4 separate regions of the Mus musculus genome follow, and regions 1, 3 and 4 are each linked to region 2. The links are chromatin contacts, called in public Hi-C, Micro-C and promoter capture Hi-C maps. All regions are on one chromosome and are shown on one strand. The core of a region is the stretch at or near the end of the contact, and the rest is flanking DNA. Distances in the headings are between cores, read along the strand shown.

The links. Promoter capture Hi-C pulls out the DNA fragments that hold promoters and counts their contacts. Hi-C and Micro-C count contacts between places; a contact is called where the count stands out from the background.
Region 1: a Hi-C map of neutrophils shows a contact between it and region 2, with 6 times the contacts expected there. The contact joins the promoter of Dnaic1 here to the promoter of Ube2r2 in region 2. A contact is called at or near these places in 5 of 39 promoter capture datasets (cranial neural crest, frontonasal cranial neural crest, hippocampal neurons and 2 more), 2 of 484 Hi-C or Micro-C datasets (CD8 T cells and neutrophils), 1 of 115 datasets of contacts at active chromatin or transcription factors (extraembryonic endoderm stem cells) and 2 of 9 other capture datasets (adipose tissue and liver).
Region 3: a Micro-C map of embryonic stem cells shows a contact between it and region 2, with 3 times the contacts expected there. The contact joins the promoter of B4galt1 here to the promoter of Ube2r2 in region 2. A contact is called at or near these places in 9 of 39 promoter capture datasets (cranial neural crest, embryonic stem cells, erythroid cells and 6 more), 6 of 484 Hi-C or Micro-C datasets (CD4 T cells, embryonic fibroblasts, embryonic stem cells and 2 more) and 3 of 115 datasets of contacts at active chromatin or transcription factors (the SCID.adh cell line, bone marrow-derived macrophages and pancreatic cancer cells).
Region 4: a promoter capture Hi-C map of the HPC-7 cell line shows a contact between it and region 2. The contact joins the enhancer-like site here to the promoter of Ube2r2 in region 2. A contact is called at or near these places in 1 of 39 promoter capture datasets (the HPC-7 cell line), 3 of 115 datasets of contacts at active chromatin or transcription factors (effector CD8 T cells, embryonic stem cells and pancreatic cancer cells) and 2 of 9 other capture datasets (adipose tissue and liver).

The regions. Positions count from the first base shown.
Region 1 is chr4:41,568,392-41,571,091 of GRCm38.p6, forward strand. Dnaic1 (dynein, axonemal, intermediate chain 1) reads left to right here and starts at 1,403. Exons shown (of 20, transcript NM_175138.4): 1 at 1,403-1,627. The coding sequence starts at 1,601. Fam219a (family with sequence similarity 219, member A) reads right to left here and starts at 1,147. Exons shown (of 6, transcript NM_001159583.2): 1 at 786-1,147. The coding sequence starts at 845.
Region 2 is chr4:41,134,384-41,137,365 of GRCm38.p6, forward strand. It overlaps Ube2r2 (ubiquitin-conjugating enzyme E2R 2), which reads left to right and starts at 1,638. Exons shown (of 5, transcript NM_026275.4): 1 at 1,638-1,863. The coding sequence starts at 1,687.
Region 3 is chr4:40,852,464-40,855,233 of GRCm38.p6, forward strand. It overlaps B4galt1 (UDP-Gal:betaGlcNAc beta 1,4- galactosyltransferase, polypeptide 1), which reads right to left and starts at 1,521. Exons shown (of 6, transcript NM_022305.5): 1 at 928-1,521. The coding sequence starts at 1,342.
Region 4 is chr4:40,821,877-40,824,619 of GRCm38.p6, forward strand. It overlaps B4galt1 (UDP-Gal:betaGlcNAc beta 1,4- galactosyltransferase, polypeptide 1), which reads right to left. Exons shown (of 6, transcript NM_022305.5): 2 at 1,563-1,798. Among named protein-coding and RNA genes, the nearest start is that of Mir5123, 27 kb to the right of the region's middle. Within about 2 kb of position 1,450, at least 80 of the 459 cell types and tissues checked have an H3K27ac peak or open chromatin away from gene starts, as enhancers often do. A contact at or near this core is called in the HPC-7 cell line, effector CD8 T cells and liver, where this site is marked.

The DNA of each region.
Region 1 (2,700 bases), core at 153-2,652, 430 kb after region 2:
GCCTGACTCCAGGACCACGGACCGGAGGCAGGATCCCCGCCCAGCAAAGACTCCAAACACGTAGGCCTAAGATGATAGGGGCTCTTCCGAATTCCGAACCGGTCGGCACGGCCCACTTCAGCACAGCTCCACCTCTTATCCTGGAGATACCTTCCCATGGACACCCTTGAGTCTCCATCTCGCCACCGCAAACTCTTCCCCTTCCCGATGCCCCCAGATCGAAATGGGGCTCCTCTCTCGAGAGGAAGGAAATTCCCAGGTTCTGCAATGAACCTCTGCCCCCATCAAGGCCTGGTTCCTGCTCAGCTTTGCTATATTTATCTAAAGGACCGGCGGGCAGGCCTCTCCTTTTCTAAAGGCCTATTTCCTTTCCTCCTTAGACTGATCTGCTGGCCTCCTCCCTCGCCCTGAGCATCACAGGCCTCGGGGAGCTAAACGCCTTTCTCATCCGACCCCCCGGGCTTGCTGCCAAAGATGCTCTGTGACATCCTCCTAAATTGCCCTCCACTAGAGGTGTGCACTAGAGTGCCTCCCTTGGTCCTATCCGACGGCGTTCTGCATCTGCTGACCGTGCCCTCCGCCCTTTCAGGTCCTTCGCTCGCACCGCTGGTAATCTCCCACGGTTTTCTCGCTCTGCAAATCTCCCTCCCCCGGCAAAGCGTTTTCAGGACTCCCTCTACCTTATCAGATGGCGCCCCCTCGCACAATCCCCACGGCCTAGTTCCTTCCCTCCCCTCCAGCGGCGCCCCTCCCGGCCCTGGCCTCTCCGCCGCCCGCCCCCTCACCAGCGGCTGCATCTCCGAGTGCGCGGTGGGCACCTGGAACCGGTCGATCTCCTCCATCATGGTGCCGGCGGGCGAGCGGGCCAGGGGCCGGGCGCGGCCAGGGACGCCGATGGGACCGCGCGGGGCGGCGGCCCCAGAAGCCCGGCAGATTATGCAGACTAGGCCGCCCTGGACCGGTCGGGCGGATAGGCGGATGGAAGGATGGATAGGCGGCGAGAGGCTCGCGGGATGACTGAGACCGGCGTAGCTCCGTGGGGTTGCCTAGAGCTACCGCGGCAGTAGCCCCGCGGAGCCGCAGGTCTTGCCTCGCCTCCTCCTCCGCCGCCGCCTCCTGTCAGCAGCTCAGCCACTGCGGTGACTCTGCAACTCCACTTCCGGGTCCGGGACACCGCCCGGATCCTGCATTATTCATGAGAAGGCGGTGTCTGGGTGCCCCAGCCCTTCCCACTTGCGGGAGCTCCTTGCGCGGAGGGCGGACTTATCTTTCTCTGCGGAGGCGGGGCTTAGCGGGGCCAGAGGATCCCTGCGCGCCCAAGTTCCGCCTCCTCCCCGTGTCCGGAGGGGGCGCTAGGTGCGCCTGCGCACCCGGTGCCTGTCGGTTGCTGGGTAACCGCGTCAGGGAGGAGCTGATGCTGTTCTACAAGGGCGCGAGGACCCACAACGTCAGCTGTCCCCGAAGAACCCTGGTGACTGGGAATTGAAGTGGAAGAGAGTCTGCACTTCCTGTGTGTGGTCAAGAAGGAGAAACTACTCCCCAGGAGAGGAAGCGTTTTGTAGGTTTTTCAGGGTGTGAGGTGCTTTCTATTCTTGCGGCAATGCCCTCGAAACAGATTCGTAAGCAGGTAATGTCTTACTGTGGCCTGCTGTCTTCTGAAGACCTCTGACCTTAACCGCCAGTTATTTCCTGTTGACCTCCAACCTCTCTTTCTTGTGACTCCTGGTTTGTGTTCCCACTGACCTGATTCTCCTGTTCTTTCTCACAAATCCTGCCCTCCTCTCCCAAATTTTCCTGAACCCACAGTCATTTTACTTTTAACCGAATCTGGTTTTTTCTTATTACTTCCATCTCTTCACAGACCCATCTTGTCTTGTCTTCGCCCTTAATCTCCCAACACTCCACTGAGTCCCTTCCTCATTCCCCTCTCATTCTTGTCCCAGTGGATTTTTTTATTCAACACTGCAGCATGGTCACTGCAGAGCTAAGTAAGTGGGGACATTTGCCATGTGGGAACTCAGAGAGGGGGCATGAGAACTGCACAGGAGACACGGAATAGAACAGATCGTGTGCAGGAATTTGGAGCAAGAAGTCAGAGAGGAAGAAAAAAAGACCCTTTTTCTAACCATGTTCCCTGCCCTCCAACACAAGTTTCCTTCTTATAAGACCCTCATTCACTTAGCCTTGTGAACGTTATGTTTCTGTCACCTGGCAATATGTTATCCCTTCTCACAGGAGAGTTGAATTACTCCCCAAATCACCACACATGATAAGCTAGTCTCAGGTTCTCAAGGAGCATTCTGCGATATAAAAGAATGACTCTTTCTGTCCTATAGAAATTGCTTTTATTTCCTAACGTCTAGCAGAGCATCTACTTTAAAAACAAACAAACAAACAAACAAACAAACAAAATGCTTTTCTATACTTAAGCCTAGGTATATTGAGGTTTGGAGAGCAAATCTGTGCCCATGATATCTAAGACTTCACATATTTTGGTAGAGGTTCTTGTATATCAACTTTGTGCCTTCTGCTTCTTTGACACGTGTCATCTACAGCTGAAGAACCGATCAGTCTTAGAGCTCTGTAGGCATTGAGAGGCTGTCTCTCCTTGTATTTATTGGTCATGCCCTGGTTTTATGTTGAGGCGGAATTGTGATTTGAAACTCTTGTTCTGTGCTCAAGGCAGCAGACCCTTAATTT
Region 2 (2,982 bases), core at 388-2,887:
TTGTTTCTTTTTTCTTTCTCTGTTTCTTTGTTTCTTTTTCTTTCTTTCTTAAAGACAGGGTCTCTATGTAGCTCTGGCTGCCTGGAAATTGCTATGTAGACCAGGCTATCTTTGAATTCACAATCAGACTGTCTCTGCCTATCAAGTGCTGGAATCAAAAGTATGTGCCACCATTATAGCAAACAATCCTAGAGTATTCTAATCCAGGAACTGAAGACTGTGTCTCCCTAGCCACGCCACGGCCAGGTAGATCCGTAGAGTTAAAAAGCTCCACCGCAGCCGTCTGTTTTTAGAGAGAGGGTCTCATTATGTAGTACTGACTGGTAAGGAACTACTTAAGTAGACCAGGTTGGCCTCACACTGATCATTTTGCTTTTGTCCCCTTCCAAGGCCACACTAGGCCAACATCAATATTTTGCAAAGAAGTAGACTAAGTTATAGCCAGCGCTCTTCCCCAAATCTCATGGAAGCCCCGTAATCGGGCTCAACATTAGTTCTCTCCGCTTTCTACACAACCTACTACTTACTCTCGGTAAAAGGAAGCGGGAGCTTGCCTGCTTTTCTCTAGCTTTCCTTTGGGAGACTGCCTCCCCTGAGGTGGGAGACACAACCTACTGAAGCACTACTAAGTGTAAGGACCACAGCCTGGGTGTCACCGAGGGGTGCATGCGGAGGACCAGGGCTCCTCACAGGAAGGTTGCGGAGGCCAGGGGACACACTGGGCGCTAGTGCTGAGAGCCTTAGGAGCTGAGGTTCCTTCCGGGACACGCCTCTGGAACCGCGGCGTCCAGCCGCACAACCGTCACTTAGGGCCCAAAGTAATCCTCTGCGACCCGCCCTTGATCCCCACCTCCGCTTGGCTCTTTAAGGGTGGGGGACACGCGCAAGCGTCACAAAGCGCAGCCACCGTGGGGCCTGGCCGGGGTTGGGGGTGGGGGTTGGAGGGGGGAGTGGAGAAGCGAGCAGGCAGGAGCAGAGTAGAGCAGAGCACAGCGAGGAGGGCGGGGGGGGGGGGAGGGAAGGAGGGAGGGAGGGGCGCGCGCACGCGCACCGGGCCGCTGTCGCCGCGAGCCGCCCCCCTCCCGGCGCGCGCCCCTCCTCCTCTCCCTCCCTCCCTCCCTCCCTCCTTCTCTGCTCTGTTGCTCCCGCGGCGCGAGGCGCTCTCGCTCTCCTCCTCCGCCCCTCCCCCCGCGCAGCCGCCGCCGCCGCCGTCCCGAGACCCCAGCGCACGGCGCGCCCTCCCTCGTGCGCCCCTCCGGCCCCCGCGGAGAACGAGAGGGCGAGCGAGCACGGCGATCCCGGGCCGCCTCGGCCCCCCCACCCCTGTCTTCACCATCGTCTGCCCTCCGCCGCCTTCCTTCGCTTCCACCTCCACTCCCCCCCCCATAAGTAGAGGCCCCCTCCGGGGGGGGGAGGCCCGGAGCCCGGAGCGGATTCCCCCAACTCCCTTAGGCCCGCCCCCGCCCGGCCCGAGTGTGAGGAGGGCCCGGGCCGGCCCGAGTCGTGAGTGAGGAGGACCCCGGGCGGGCCCGCGGGCCGTCTGGGGCCTGGTCCGGCCCCGCCAGGCGTGTGAGGACAGACAGGGGCCCGGCCCGGCCCGAGGGCGAGCGGAGGGGAGGGGCCTGGTCCGGCCCGGCCGGTGCGCGAGGACTGGGGCCGCGGCCCCGCACGGCCGCCGCCGCCGCGATGGCCCAGCAGCAGATGACCAGCTCGCAGAAAGCCCTGATGCTTGAGCTGAAATCCCTGCAGGAGGAACCGGTGGAGGGCTTCCGGATCACCCTGGTGGATGAGTCCGACCTCTACAACTGGGAGGTGGCCATCTTCGGACCCCCTAACACCCTCTACGAAGGCGGCTACTTCAAGGTACCGCCACCCTTTCTCGGCCCAGCTTCCCCGGTCTCGGCTTTCCGCCGCTGGCGGGGAGCGTGAGCTCGGGGGAGCCGGGGGTGGGGGGTGGGGGCTCCTCACCTCGCAGCCCCCTCCCCCATCCGTAGAGGCAGGAAGGCCTTGCTCACCAAGTGCCTTTTCTTTGTCATGGGGCGGGGGCGGGAGGCCAGACTGCACCGGGAAATAGGAAAAGCCTCTTTGGCTGGGGTAGTGGCTATCGGGAAGGAGGGCTGCCTTTGTTTTGTTTCTCCAGCTGAGGGGTGTGTGGAAATAGGGATGGTCTAGCTTCTCTTTCTCGGACCCATCTGAGCCTTCTCTGCGCAGGCTGGAACTGCCCCAGAGGGCAGGGTGACCTGCACTTACTGGATTGGACTTTTCTCTTTTTTAGGGGGGTGTGGGGGAGGAATATTAGCCTGTCATTGCCCGTGTTGCTAGTGCCCTGACATTTGGAGGATTTGTTGGTCTTGGGTAGTGGTAGTCCAACTTTTGATTACAGTAGGTGGTAATAAGGAAGAGGACCATGGGGGTGGCCAAAAAAGGGAGGGTGGTGTGCTGGCCGTTGTCTTGTTGTTCATCCACTCGAGGGGACTTTAATTTAGTCCTCTTTCTGTCCTCGTTTTCCATTTACTTTATAGTCAGTCTCTGCTGCTTCCAAAATGCCCTTTGTCCTTTCCTACCAAGTTTACTAGCACCCCCCCCCCCCCCCCCACACACTCCATGTACAAACATCCACAAAGGGTGGAACGCGTCAGGCAGATTGATAGTTTCCCACTTTCGAGAGACAAGATTAAAAGCTTTTGCTTAGGTGGTTAGCTCCAACAAATGGGGTCGTCCCACAGATGAGCTGCATCCGAGGTGATAGGCTTTCTCATGGTGGAGTGTTTCCTTAGGCTGCCACTATATAGACATTGTTTCCATTAATTATTTCTGAGTTCAGTACTTGGAGATACTGTTTTTGTTTTGTTTTGTTTTGTTTTGTCTTGATTTGACTGAAGCAGTTTATTTGGAGGGTAGAATCCCTGAGTGAAGATGTTGTGGGGGGTAGAGACAGAGGGAATGGGTGTTTAGGAATTCATTTATTATTTTATTTCCAAA
Region 3 (2,770 bases), core at 271-2,770, 280 kb before region 2:
TCTGTCTGTGGGGAGATGGGATTCACTCTGCGAAACATTCTCTAAAACCTGGCACTACCTGTGATCTCCAGTCAAAGTTCTACCCTGGCCAGTCGCCTAGTACTGGGAACACAAACTCATATACTTGCCCCCCTGCCTGGTATCAGCTGGGCAAGTATTTCCAGGAAAGTGCAGCCCCATTGACCGGGTTAATTTTAGCCCTCCAGTCAGTCCCCTGAGTACACAGGCCCTCTGCCCCTGGAGAGGGCCCTGCTCAGTTTGGTTAAGAGGAAGCATCAGGAGGAGGAACTTGGGGTGGGAGACAGAAGGCCCCTTGGTTCAGCACCTACAAACAGGAGGAAATCCCACAATTGTAGCAACTTTCTAAGAGTTCATCCTCATTCTTTAAACTCTTAGTTACAATGTTTCATTTACTTCTTCAAAACAACTCCAAAATACGTGTGGTTTATTATCTCCATTTACCAGAAAGAAACCTTAAAGAGAAAGTTAAGTGGCTTGTTCTAAGGCGGAGTGGAGGGTGGTGGGGAGGGGAGGTGGTTTTCTCACTGTCGGTCTTGTCCTCAGAAGGTTGAAGGTTGCCGGTGTTGCTACTATAGGTAGGGAAGGTTGCAGAGCAGCCTTTTCAGTCTACTCTAAACTGACCCCAACTTCAAACTTCCTGAGTCCTGGGCCAGAACAAGGGTGTCTCCAGGGCCTTGTCTGGTGCTGGGGTAAGAGCCTGGGGGTTTCCCAACAGGGCCCCTGCCTCTTGAGACACCAGCCAACCTCTCTTTGGGTCATCCCAAAGAGGATTAAGCCCTTCTTGGGGATTATGCACTCTGATCAAAACCTGGTGGCTGGCAGTCCTGAAAGAGATCTTAGGATAATATCCCTGGAACCCTACTGAGGAAATCCGAGGAGTCCACGTCCTCAGATCCTGGGTCTTACCGAGCAGCGGGGACTCCTCAGGGCAAGCTGGCAGCGACAACAGTCCAGTGGTGGTGGGCACTGGCAACGAAGACAAGTTGCTCTTCAAGCCGGGGCCAGAAGCTGCACCAGGGCTGGAGTCGAGACCCGGGCGAGGCTTCGGGGAGACGCCTAAAGGAGGCGGCGGCCGCGCACCCCGCGGCCGCTGCTCTCCTGGGGGCTGCTTGCTGGCTGCGGCGCCGTTCGTGCCGCCCTGCAGTGTAGAGGAGACTCCGACCAACTGGGGCAGGCGGCTCAGATCGCGGCCAGAGAGGTAATAGACGAGGGTGACGCCGAGGTGCAGCGCGCAGACGGCCACGAGCAGGCGGCAGGCCCGCTGCAGGGTCGCGCCCGGCATCGCGGCGCTGCCGCCCAGGAACTGCTCACGAAACCTCATCTTCCCGCCGCGGCTTTAAGAGGGGGTGGGCTACGGCTGAGAGGACGGCCCGCCCGCAGGCCGCCCGCCAGGCGCTACCCGACCACAGCGATCGAAGGAGGGGCCGGGGGGAGGGGGCTAGGACCTAGCGCAGCACCGGCCGCCTGCGGCGGAAAGCCGACACCCCTGGCCGCGGGACTTTGGAGAGATCAGCGGGAACCACAAGCGCGGATGAGCAGGGGGCGTGGTCTCGACCTAGGGCGGGGCCTCAACCGGGTTTCGGAAGGCTGTTCGCGGAACCTGGGGGGGCGGAGTCTAAGGGGTGGGGCCGCAAAGCGGGTCTTTTTCGAGAGGGGCGGGGCATGAGGGACAAGGCTCGGAGAGGGGACTGAGGGGCGGAACCTTCAGCCGGGTTTTTCTGGCAGCTAAGGGAGGGCGGAGCTTGGGGGGCAGGCACTAAGGGGCGGGCCCTCGGGAGGTTGGGTTGCAGGGCGTCGCGACACTTGGGGACTAAACGTGGCGCTCCGCCAGCCCCACCGCAGCCTTGGGTTGAGCGGGCATCCCATACCCAGCGGCGCTCAGCTTTTCTTCCTAGCGTTCACCGTGGAGCTTAAGTCTCTCTAAACCAGCTTCTTGTTCAACGAGCTGCTCACCACTTCCTGACGTACCCAGTGACTCGGGTATGGGCCTGGGACAGCAGCTAGTGAGGACAAGAGGACAGGCGGTAGCCTTGGGATAGTGAGAAAATGGAGTGGAGAAAGGTCGTCTAGGAAACCGGCTTCGACGTCCCGCGAGGCCAGCGGACGGATTCTCTGGGGCGTTCCAAAGATCCACTTACCCTAGCTGGGTCCGCCTGCCTGTGAGGGGGCTAAAGTGGAGGAGCTGCTTATTGAGTCCTGCTAGGGAAGTGACCATCTTGCTCTACTCTTACTCCCACATAAGTGTTTGCAGGATTGGGAAACCTCAGGAACCTGCCCAACTTGGTTCTAGGTGCAACATGGCCTCTAGTGCATGCCACATGGAGATGACACATGCTTGTTGGGATGAGACTGGCAGAAAACTGCATTAATTCCTAAGCCTGCGTACAGAACAGCCCGTTGTACACAGCGCTGGAACACAGTCCCCATTTAACAGAATACTGGAATCTAGGCGCGGTCGTGAACACCTGTAATCCCAGACTCTGGTTGCGGAGACAGGAAGAGCCAGAGTTTGGAGCCAGCCCAGACTATGTAGTAAACAAAGATTTCAGTGCCTTGGAGTGAATAAGAATGAATGGCCTGTAAAATCTCACAGCTGATAAGCTGTGGAACTCAGGGCTCCTAAAAACTTTGTCACTGCGCGTTCCTTTACCTAACCTTGTTGATCTGAAAGTGGAAGCTGGAAGATTTAAGCACTTGAAGTCTTGACCCCGAGGCCTCAGACCCATTTATCCTTGAATGTGATGAGAAC
Region 4 (2,743 bases), core at 200-2,699, 310 kb before region 2:
TAGAACAGTGAGATCTGCCTTCCTCACACATTTAGGAACTCCTGTACTAGATATATCGGGGCACAGCCTTCTCTCCTTCCTCTGAGCTTCAAAAGCATTAAACAGTCACCATCCATCCAATCACACCATTTTGTTTGTTTTTTGAGACAGGGTTTCACTGTGTAGTACCGGCTGTCCTGGAACTCGATCTGTAGACCAGGCTGGCCTCAAATTCTCTGCACTTGCCTCTGCCTCCAGAGTCCTGGGATTAAAGGCATGCACCAAGAACTTAAAAATATTAAAGAAATTAAGTAAAAAACGAAAAACATTACTTTTCTTCAGTATGCTTAATGAGCACAACTGTTTTCCCCATGAATATAACTTTGGTTTTTCAAGTTTGTCCCCAATACTGAAATTCATGTATATTCTGTAATCTAGGTGTGTTGATGAGTCTGACTTACCTGCCTAGGTGCCAAGTTTCATTAAAATGTGTTTTTGGAAAGACTGCCCCTTTACTTCAACATACATTTTGAGCCCCCCCTTTTTTTTTGCTTCTATCAAAGTCAGGGGGCTTTATGTTGCATTAGGGAAGCTAGGATATCTGAGGGCTGCCTCAGTTGCTACAGGGATGTTTAAAGAAGTGTAAGATGCCGCCACCTTGAAGCTTCCAGCCCACACTAGGTAGATGAAGACTTTGCTACAAAGCAGTTTGTTTACAATTTAAAATAGCCTGTGAGCCAGGTGGCAGAGGTGCACACCTTTAATCCCAGCACTCAGGAGGCAGAGGCAGGTGCAGAGCTCGGTGAGACTGAGCCAGCCCAGTCTACAAAGTGAGCTCCAGGACAGCCAGGGCTACACAGTGAGACCCTGCCTCAAAAGAACCTTTAAAACGCTTTAGATCTATTTGAATCTGGGTTGTGGTGATAGAGGCTGGCTAAGTTTTCAGCTTGTATCCTAAGCAGATGAGAGCCTGACACACACAATCTGAGGTACAGCAGGAAACTCAGCCTAGTCCATATCACTCTCTGAGGCTCTAGAATAGGACTCCCCCAGACTTCTCACCCATGGCTGGCTGTAGAGACATACATGGTCTCTTATGGATGGTCCCTGAAGAATGATACTGACCACCCAGCTGGATAAATTTCAAAGTTGCCAAAAAAAATCTGAAACAAAAATGGATTGTTTTGGAATTATTATTATTATTATTATTATTAGTAGTAGTAGTAGTAGTAGTAGCAGCAGAAGAGGAGGAGGAGTAGGAAGAAAGCTAGAGTAGCCTAAAAATGGTAAATAATCAGTGTTTTACTTTGCGATCATTGGAGATATCTTTTTCTTTCATTTTTGCTGGAAGTTTACTTTTAAAAGGCCAAGCACACCGTATCTATTTCTCTTGGCTAACAGAGCTATATCAACAAGCGAGCATACCGCTTGGCACTTAGCTCGCTGCACTGTTTAAAGGACAGCAACAGTGACAGAGTTGACACATCCTTGTAGACCGAGATCACTCCCTTCCCTCGGCGCTCACTGAGCACACACTTGTGTGCCTGCGTTCTACCTCCCTTGTCCCACTTCCCAAACCTCACCTGATTGATGACGTAGATGCCATAGTCGAGTTGCTGGCGCTGAAGGATGGGATGCAAATAATACAGCCAGTATTTGAGATGCTCCTGCCGGTTACGGAATGGGATGATGATGGCCACCTTGTGAGGAGAGACACAGTCCTTGGGGGAGTAACGGCCGCCCGTCTTTATCTCTGGGTTCTTCTTTGCCAAAAGCTCCAGATCCACAGCAATATTAAAGTCAATCAGCATGGGGCCAACTAGAGAGGGGGAAGGAAGAAGTTAGCCAGCCACAGGGCCTCTCTGCCGCAGACTGCATTAGCTGACCAGACCACAGCTACAGAGGGGACAGTTCCTCCTGGAAGAAGGGTGACACAGGGTGATGTAGAAAAGGCATTCATGCCCAGCCCTAGTGTGATCAGTCACTTCAGGAAACTCCCAGAGCTGGGGTACTGCGGTACAGACCGGTGAGCACAGATGAGAAAACACTTTCTCAGAAAATCCCGAGCTCTGCCACCTGCCATCAGTGTGGTTTTAGACATACGACTACCACGGCTCTTTCTAAACCTGATCTAACTGGGGAAAGGGAAGGAGCAGGTGTGGTGTGGGCGAATCACCGTAGAGGAAATCAGATTCAAAATGAAGACAGCAGGGGGGGGGGGGAATAAAAGGGACTCAAAAGAGAAGGCTGGCGGTCATAAGATCCCAGAGGAAAAGGAGGGGACACAAAAAGAACAAGCTAGAAAGATCTAAAGAAGAAAAAAAAAGCTTAGAAATAGTGGCCAATAAAGTATCGGTATGAATTGAGGCTAGGATGGCTCCAGAGTTCCTGTCCAGGAAGAAGAAGTCAGAGAAATGGGTCAGTAAGAAAGTGGTTGGCTCAAAAGACTCAGGGACAGCAGATTCTGACATGGTCAGGGACAGAGGGAAGAAAAGACCCTGTGGAATGCACAAAGTGGTCCAGGCAGAGACCCAAGATTGCAAGCCCAGGCTCACAATACTCTATGCTCCCTGGACATCTTCAATATAGGTTCCAGAAACATGAGTCCCAGCAAGATGCTCCGTAGAAAAACTATGCTCAGGACAAGTCAGGATGGGAGCCGCGCAGATTAAATCCTGCTTCTGGAACGCACACAAGGGCACTGAAAAAACTGTGCGGCCAAGAAGCCCCTCAAAGTTCTCTACCTCACCACTGCCTAACTATA